2 separate regions of the Gasterosteus aculeatus genome follow, and region 2 is linked to region 1. A link is a contact called in public Hi-C data. All regions are on one chromosome and are shown on one strand. The core of a region is the stretch at or near the end of the contact, and the rest is flanking DNA. Distances in the headings are between cores, read along the strand shown.

What was found. A called contact is a pair of places that touch in the nucleus more often than the background predicts.
Region 2: a Hi-C map of liver shows a contact between it and region 1, with 2.3 times the contacts expected there. The contact joins two enhancer-like sites. A contact is called at or near these places in 5 of 6 Hi-C or Micro-C datasets (blood and trunk muscle, liver, skeletal muscle and 1 more).

The regions. Positions count from the first base shown.
Region 1 is chr1:26,129,733-26,133,854 of fGasAcu3.hap1.1, forward strand. No RefSeq gene overlaps it. Among protein-coding and RNA genes, the nearest start is that of rnd3a, 7.5 kb to the right of the region's middle. Within about 2 kb of position 1,864, at least 4 of the 9 cell types and tissues checked have open chromatin away from gene starts, as enhancers often do.
Region 2 is chr1:26,165,116-26,169,237 of fGasAcu3.hap1.1, forward strand. No RefSeq gene overlaps it. Among protein-coding and RNA genes, the nearest start is that of mmadhca, 13 kb to the right of the region's middle. Within about 2 kb of position 2,281, at least 2 of the 9 cell types and tissues checked have open chromatin away from gene starts, as enhancers often do.

The sequences.
Region 1 (4,122 bases), core at 614-3,113:
GTTTCCATCTCCGCCTTTAGGGCATTGCAGAGATATGTGTTGTGTTTAGCAGTCTAATTCCCTTCTCAGTGAGATAAGCCTATTTGAAGGAGAACATCATCTCATCGGGTGAAACTGCAGCGGAACAGCGACACCCAGCGGACAAAGCGCGTTACTGCAGCACGCGACTCACCCCGGGGTGAACGTGAAGCCAAACACGTGTCTATCCTGGTCACCTTGCGCGCGTCCTTCCGTGGAGACCACGGAGGTGTCCGGTGACCCCGGCGTGCCCCCACAACGGGAGGGCTGAGCAGAAGGCGGAGGGGCCGAAGTGCCCCACCCACGTGGGTGGAGGTGCTTTTGTCACGTTCGACTAAGCAGAAGGTAAAATAGAACGGTTGAGCACAGGACGGCTGATAAGTTAACAATAAAAGGTTATTTTGTTATTTTCTGTCTGTCGTTGACACGCAGAACTGAATTTGAAAAGTGCTACTTTTTAAGTCGACGTCCTCGACATCATTACTCGTTTGTTTGACTGAGCTGCTCAAACCGAGGCGGCCTGCATCGGTGAAAGGACATTCAGATGCCATCAAACAAGACTGCGGTCGTCGTCTGTTTTACGCTCTAATTGGTCCCCATGGGAACTGCAATCGGTTCCCATGGTAACCGCCTCGTGGCGAGAGCCGGTGCACGAGACCAAACGTCTATTTCCACGAAGCGCCGTCCGGTATTTAGAGTCTGTGCGACAACAGAGAGGCTTTTACGAGGCCGTTGCTGTCACGTTGATGGGTGGAGAGCCTTAGCTTGATGGGGAGAGGGTGGTGCTGAAGGAGCAGCAGCAGATGATGATGGACGGGTACGAGTTTCCCCGGCGACCAGTTACCTCCTCACTGTGCTCCCTTCCGGCGGAGACGTGAGTGTCGCCTCGGTTTTAAAGTCTCTGCTGCTCATCCGTCATTTAGACGCAGAATGCAGGTCGAAGGGTGGCGCATGAATTAATGGGCGCAGTGTTACCAGCGGCCACTAGGAGGTGCGGTTTTGCCGCTTTTAATTTAATATTACATTTAATATTTGCTAATGAAGACCAATATAGTAATATATATATATAATACTTACGTAATTAACGTTACACGTGTGCGTGAATTACTCAAACAACTTATCAGTTTGATATATCCAACTATTGTGTCTCTCTGGTGAAGCTTTCCTTCTGTTTGTGGTTAGTTTAATGGTTGTTAAACAACTGGTGTTAATCTACACTTAATTAAACTCCCCACGTCTTAATCACAAAAGATATTTAAGAAAACAATGAGGGATCGGAACTTGTTTCACATCATCAAATCTTCCCACTCGCTCTCGTGTCTCCAGGTTATTGGCAATACATCCTTTTATTTCAAGTCTGCTTATGTTTTTAATCCGTCATTCCATAGAGAGTTTACTTTTAAAAGTTTCGGTGTGTCATTGATATCTTGCTCTGTCCCATGGACAGCAGGGGGCGCTGTGACACTTCCTCCTGCAGGCCGAGCTGCCTCACGGTTCTGCTCGGTGAAGCTATTGTGGAGGCCGTGTTTGGCAAGCAGGGTGCAGATTGGCAGACAAATGATGTCAGCTGGGCGTCCCATTATACGCCCTATCCCTTACGCACACGCGCACACACACACCTCCAAAGGAAATTCTGATCTGTACATGTGATGTGTGAAGATGCTCAGTTAAATCTTTTCTTTTTTTCCCCCTTTTCTCTCCCTGCAATTATTCAAATGAGCCCGCTCCACCAGCCTCGAAAACTGATTCATTATGTAAAAATGAGCCACACAACCATAATGAACACACACAAACAGACAATCACTCAGCTCCCAGACACACACACACACACACTCTCTCTCTGGGTTGTTACCATAGGAACATAGTGGAAGAGGTTGCCGAGCTGCAACGCTGGGAGTCGTTGGGTGGGGGATGGAGGGTTGGGGGATTGGGAGTGGGGCTTCTCAGACACAATGGAAACATCCAGGAGGACATAAGCAAAGGAAGGGGACGCTGCATCTTCACACCTGGACCTCTCTGCGTCCCCTTTGATGGCACATCCTATACGATTGCCCATCATTTGGGTGGGGGCCCAAGTCGCTGTGGTTAAATGGAGGGGGTGGGGTCAACAAGCAGAAAGCGTGAATTTGTTTTCCCAGCCCTCTCTTGCCAGCCTCCCCTTTTACATCTCGGCTCCTCATTATGCGTCACGTATAATTAGGTGATTGCATTTTTGAATAATGAATCGTATGACTTCCATGATGGAGGTCAAAAACAGCGGCATGCCAGAGAATAAAGCCATGCATGTCCCCCCTCCCTGCTGTGGATCAAAGCTGTGATGGGAGCAATAGCGCAAATTACTGTCAGGCACAGGTCGCTGCTGACTGCTTTTATCAGGAAGTAAAGCGAGTGAACACAGAGTGACCAAAAAGAGACTATTGAGAGACAAAATAAGCTCAAGATTAGAAACAAACACACAATAGAAAATAACCAAAAATGGACACGTAACACGCGCACAAAGCCAACGACAACTCCGGACACGATCGCAGAAGGAGCTCTGGTGAAGGACGAGCGCACACCATTCTGTCCACGATCAGTGAATCACCACCAGACCACCGATCCTCTGAGTGTGCGTTCTCGTGCCGTCGCGTTCAGGAACTTGCGGCTCGGAGGGTCAGAGGTCGCGCGTCACGTCTCCTCCCCACGTCTCCACAAATTGCATCTTAATGGTTCTCTTTTCAGATCGTCACCCTGGGGTGAGGCGGCTCGTACTATCGACTGTAACCCCCCCCCCCCCCCTGCCAAATGTAGTACGGGTATGAGGGAGTCGTGATGGACGAGCCTTGCAGGAGAATTTGGGGGCAACCGACCAAACCGTGTGTGTGTGTGTGTGTGTGTGTGTATCTATATATATGTATATACGCGTATATACACACATTTGCACTTGGATATTGCGAGACAACTCTAGAGGGAGGGGGTTCATTAACCAAACAAAAAGGCTCATTTGTCAAGGGGGGGTCCCCTGGAGGCCGAGTCGGGTCCACCCGAGCACTGCTGCGATTTTAAATGATGCCCGTCCCCTTTTCAAAACCCCAAATGACAAACAAGTGATTTCCCAAGAATCCCTGTTTAATTCATGAGTCGGGTTGGCCGCGTCCGGTAAAAAGAGACGTGACAGATGGCCAGTGAGGCAACAGGATGTGCCAGCATGAGTGCACATGCAGGTGTGTGTGTGTGTGTGTGTGTGATGAGTGAATTTGTATGCTGTCGGTGGCTGAAAACGGTAGCGTGGGGAGAATGGATGCCACCGGCTTCAAGTGAAACTCTTATATGCACGGACAACCCGCGCCTGACGTCCCCGAAAGGAGGCCGGCTGTCCACCAACGCTCTCCAACGCCCGAACGCTGTGGAATATACGAAGCGGTCTGATTTAGGGCGTACACTTGAGGCACAGCGTCTCCTTGTCTCCCAACCAAGAGGCCGACCGCGCTACGTGCTGCCTAACCCCCGGGCGAAAGGGAGGAGCAAGCACACGCGGATTTGATTACCTCGACCGGAGTCTTTAAAAAGTCTCCCGGGGATGTCAGCAGAAAAATCCTCAAAGCGCCCGCCCGTCCTTCGTAAAGCGCTGATCAAAGGCATTCTTCACATAACGCGCCCTGTGCGTCGTTAGCCCGCGCGTTAAAAAAAAACAAAAAAAAACCCACCCACATCTGCACAACATTATTGGCTTTTATGGGAGCTCCATAAGTGGAGACAGCCCGGAACCGGGGGAGAGACAAGTGACATCCCCACGCGCTCACATTCTTCTTTGTGTCCTTTTGCTCCACAGCGCTACTAGTGGTCAGAAACAACACAGCGGGCCCTTCCGTTACGTATTCAGTGGAATGTAATCGGTTGTATGCAGAGATAGTGCAGCATATGACTGATAAGGTTGATTATTGCTGGAATCTTACAGCTCACAGCCTATGCGTTGAGAAAACGTTGCAGTAGGTTATCCGGGGGGAAAAAACCTACCTATCCTGCTGCGATTAGAGCGAGAACATTTGTTTTCATTATAAGCTGTGAGCCAATAAGGAGCTTCCATCCTATCCAATAAAACGCTTTATTGTCATACTGTCCCAC
Region 2 (4,122 bases), core at 1,031-3,530, 36 kb after region 1:
TCTGTTTCTAGAGGCGGGTGCACAGGCCTAGTTTTGTTATATTGCTTTCTTTTGTTTGGCTCAAGCACAGGTCCCGGCCTCGCCCCCTCAAAGGACAGCCTTGTATTAAGATTGGAGGAAGAATCTCATGATAAATTGTGTGAATTTCCGTCCTGTGTTCGTCCCACTAGACAATCTCGACTAAGCAAAGCTAAGCAAAGCTAAACCAGGAGCTTTCAGACCCTCTACGAACTGGAAGCAGGAGTGTGCAGTGGGTTATGCATGGTAGCCTGCGTATGTCTAGAAATAGTCACAACGTGTATTTGTGAAACCATGTGACGGAGCGGGAGCAGCTTGACTAATTTAAGAACCTAAAATCTTGAGCACAACTGACTCACCGATGCCGGCGCGGAGCAAACAAATATGACAGCGAGTTGTTGTGACTTCACTCGAGACGATTTCTTTTGCTTGTGGTCGGGGACCCAGATATGTCATGTCTGTGATGTGTTTTGCAGAAAGACTTATCTTTTCAAATTCCGAAGCTGCACACTTTCACTCCAGTGGCTGAGGGGTTTTTCTTTTTTTCTCCTCTGCCATAGATTTGCTTGTCAGATTGTGTAAAACATGACGTCCTCCTCTCCTCGCACGCAGACCCACGGCTTTCGCGTGCACACTTTGCCCTTTGGTCATCGCCGGCAACGTCACCGGAAGCACCTGGAATGTCACCGTTTGTGTGTGAGAGAAGGTGAACTGTTTTTCTTCATGTGAGGGGCGACGACTGTTTTCCATGCAACGCATTACAACCTCACCACTACTGTACGTGTATATTATGTGTATTAGTATGACAGGTAGGCGCAAGGAATATTTGGTTATAGGTTATCTTTTGATCTACATTTTTAATTTGGACTGAATATTGTTCTCCGACACAAAAATGAACCAAGACATGCAATGAAAAGTCCTGCTTCATCTGCCTGTTCCTCTCAAGCACACTTCAGAAAACCAACCATGTCTGAACTCCTGATGCTCAAAGGAGAACAAAATAATATTTCTTTAGATATATTGATCTGTACTAGTGTTTTTTTTCTTACTAGGTGATAGATATTCCTCAGCTATCACGTTTTGCAATTCATTATTTAATGGAATAATGAAATATAACATTTCTTAACCATTATGTATAATATCTATTGAGAGATGGACTGCTGCTTCTCAGCATGAAGATAATTTAATATAAATTTGGGGGTTTTCCACCAGCAAGAATGAGGTTCTTCATGATCAATGATCTTGATATTTTGTTATTGGTTTCCCAGCGAGGAAGGACTGCTGAATCTTCTCTTCTGGCCGCTCCCAACGGGGCTTTCATTTTGCGATGATGCAAAATAATATCTTTATGGAATGGATTTTTTTTTTTATTATTTCAAGGCATGCAGACAAACATCTTAAAGTCAGCTCCCACTAAAGTACCACTTCCTTTTGTAAGTTATCAGAATGAAATGTTATTGCCTTCAGCATACTTCTTACTCAAAAATGTAAAAAATCCTCTTAATCGCTTAAATTTGAAACTGAAAAATTGAACAATCGAGTCCTGACTGTATTGTTTTCCACAATAAGAGAATGTGTAAGCCGCAGCCCTTTCATGATAAAAGACACCAGATTGACGCTTCAGGGTCCTTGTGTTTTATCCTTTTCTTTTGTATGTTTTGTTTTTGTTTTCTTTCGGGCAGTGGAGGAGGATTAATTTTGGGGGGATTAATAAAAGCTGCACAGCTCTGAAGAAGATAAAGTGAGAAAGATCTGTGTGTCGATCCCTTCATGACTGCCTCAGAGTTTCAGAGAGAGCAGGTGCTGTGTGGATGTTTTCACCTCCAGTGTTTTGGCATGTGGAGTTTTAAAGGAGAGCACTATAAATGTGTAGGTTGGGACCGAATTTCATACATTCAATAAAACTGATGGAAATCAAAATAAATTATGGTGTTTCCAGGCTTGTGAACGTCATTTCTGTCAGACAGATTGAATAGTTAGCCCTCAACATGCCCCAGTTCACAGTTATTTAAGATCATTTTACGCTTTTTTTATAATCCCTCCTCGTCTTTTGCAAGATGTCAAACAATTATGTCAAGTCAATGACCAGCGATCCCCTTGTCACCCAGGGAAACAGCGAATAGGCGGCTGCCGATTCGCCAGATGTGGGCAGGTGTTGCCATAGCTGCTGTACCCTCCCCGTGCCCCTCCCCACCTGAGCAGGTGGTTAGAGGCAGAATAGTGACAGGCCGCCGTTGGCAACGATGCTGTTGATGCGAGTGGACAGAGTGTCGCTGCAGAGCGCGGTGGTCTGTGCAGCCTGCTGTCACATCCTGTGACACTCAGTGGACGCTGCAAAGCAGAGATGTCTTTGAAATATACCCCATATACAGTATTATCTAGACCCAGATTTAAACCAACACAGCCGGATTTGAAGAGAAATGGTGCAAAAAAGACTTAACAACAGGCGCTATACATTTTCCTTTTTTGTTTGTTCCAGAGCTCTCAAATGAAGTTGTATTGAAGCTCTGCCTTTAATCAATAAAACACTGTTTACACTGTTTGAATGCGGACAAAGGGGCAATGGTTGATCAGCTTTGATGCACCTTTACACATTCATGTACGGGCTTCGTATCACTCCACAAACCGCAGCAGCTGTCACCCAAACCAAGTTCATGTGAAGATTTCACATCCCTCTCCTTCAGTGTCCGAGTCAGAAAATAAGAACGTGGCCAAGACGAGTACCGCATTGATTTCTTTCTGGTGTTTTCGACTGATTGAAAGAGACGCGACTTGTGTTTTCCTTTCTCTCGGCTTCCTTTGTTTTTCTCCCTCTTTAGGGGGGGGGGGTGTTGCAGGGAGCCCCAGATGAATAAGCGGCGGCTAGTTGCCCCCCTGCGAAGCTTCAAACGACATCTCCCTCAGCCAACGCTCTGCAGACTGTGGGATGTTGATAAGGCCGCTCGTTGCTTTTAAACGCATTTGTTTCATTGGGTTCAAAGTGAAAGGGATACTTGGTTTAATACTTGAAACGACCCCACGTCTTGGACTTGGTGACGTCACACACGGAATCAATCTGCGACCCGCTGTGAGGAATGACTTCATCATTTCGCACAGGACGAGTGACACAGAGGCCTCAGGGTGTCAGTGCAGCACTGCTGAACAGCGACAGTGTCGAGGCCCAGACTGACGCACAAGCAGCTGACACATTAAATATGGATGCTTCATTAGAGGGTAATGACAGACACTGCTCAAATCCCTGCTACGGTTAGGCGTGTCGTGTATGTGTGTGTGTTTTTTAATAGGCTGCCGCACTCTGATCACTGTCACCACTCAAGGAGGATTTTGTAGTCTTGTGTCGGTGAAGCTTAAAGCTCTTCGGTGCGCCACAATCCAACAACATTGATGTGCTCCACCTGAGATAACTCATTTTGTCATTTGCTCTCGCTGTAAATAAAGCAGCAATCATCCAAATCTAAGTAAAAAAACATTCCATACCAATAGATCAGGGGTGTCCATCATCATCAAGTGGGCCAGACCATTTAAAATCATGGGGAGGGGGGCGTGGTGACCTGAATTTTTCCTTTTCAGTTGAAGGGATCTACCGGCACTGCGTTGGTGAACGACCTGGTCTCGTGCATGTGTTCACTCACAGAGTGCGACCCCGAGTGGACTTTTCAGGAATAGCAGATACTTTTATAGAAGAGCAATTTATGTCTTTCTGTAATTCTCTCATAGCAAAGTCATCCTGCGGGCCGCACTGGACCCCCCCCGGCGGGCCGAATCGAATAGGTGATTTTGCCACATCAAATGCTAGTTTTCATGAAGAAGACTTATCATATCTCATAGTTTCCTGATTATTTAGAAATGATCTGATATGTCGCTGTTTTTGAAGATTCACAAAGAGAGCCGCAAACTTTGGTCATAATTATAAGTGGAAATAGAGGGAGTGTTCAGCTAAGACACTTTCAATGAACAAATTCAAATGAATTGCTGTAACCAAGATAGTTCTCCTTAATTTCACAGCAGGTCAGCTGAGCAGACCGGTGATCATTTCCTTTCTGGTTCTTACAAATAGTGGAGTTGGTTTACTGTCTCAAAGCACTGCCTCTATTTTATTTTAGA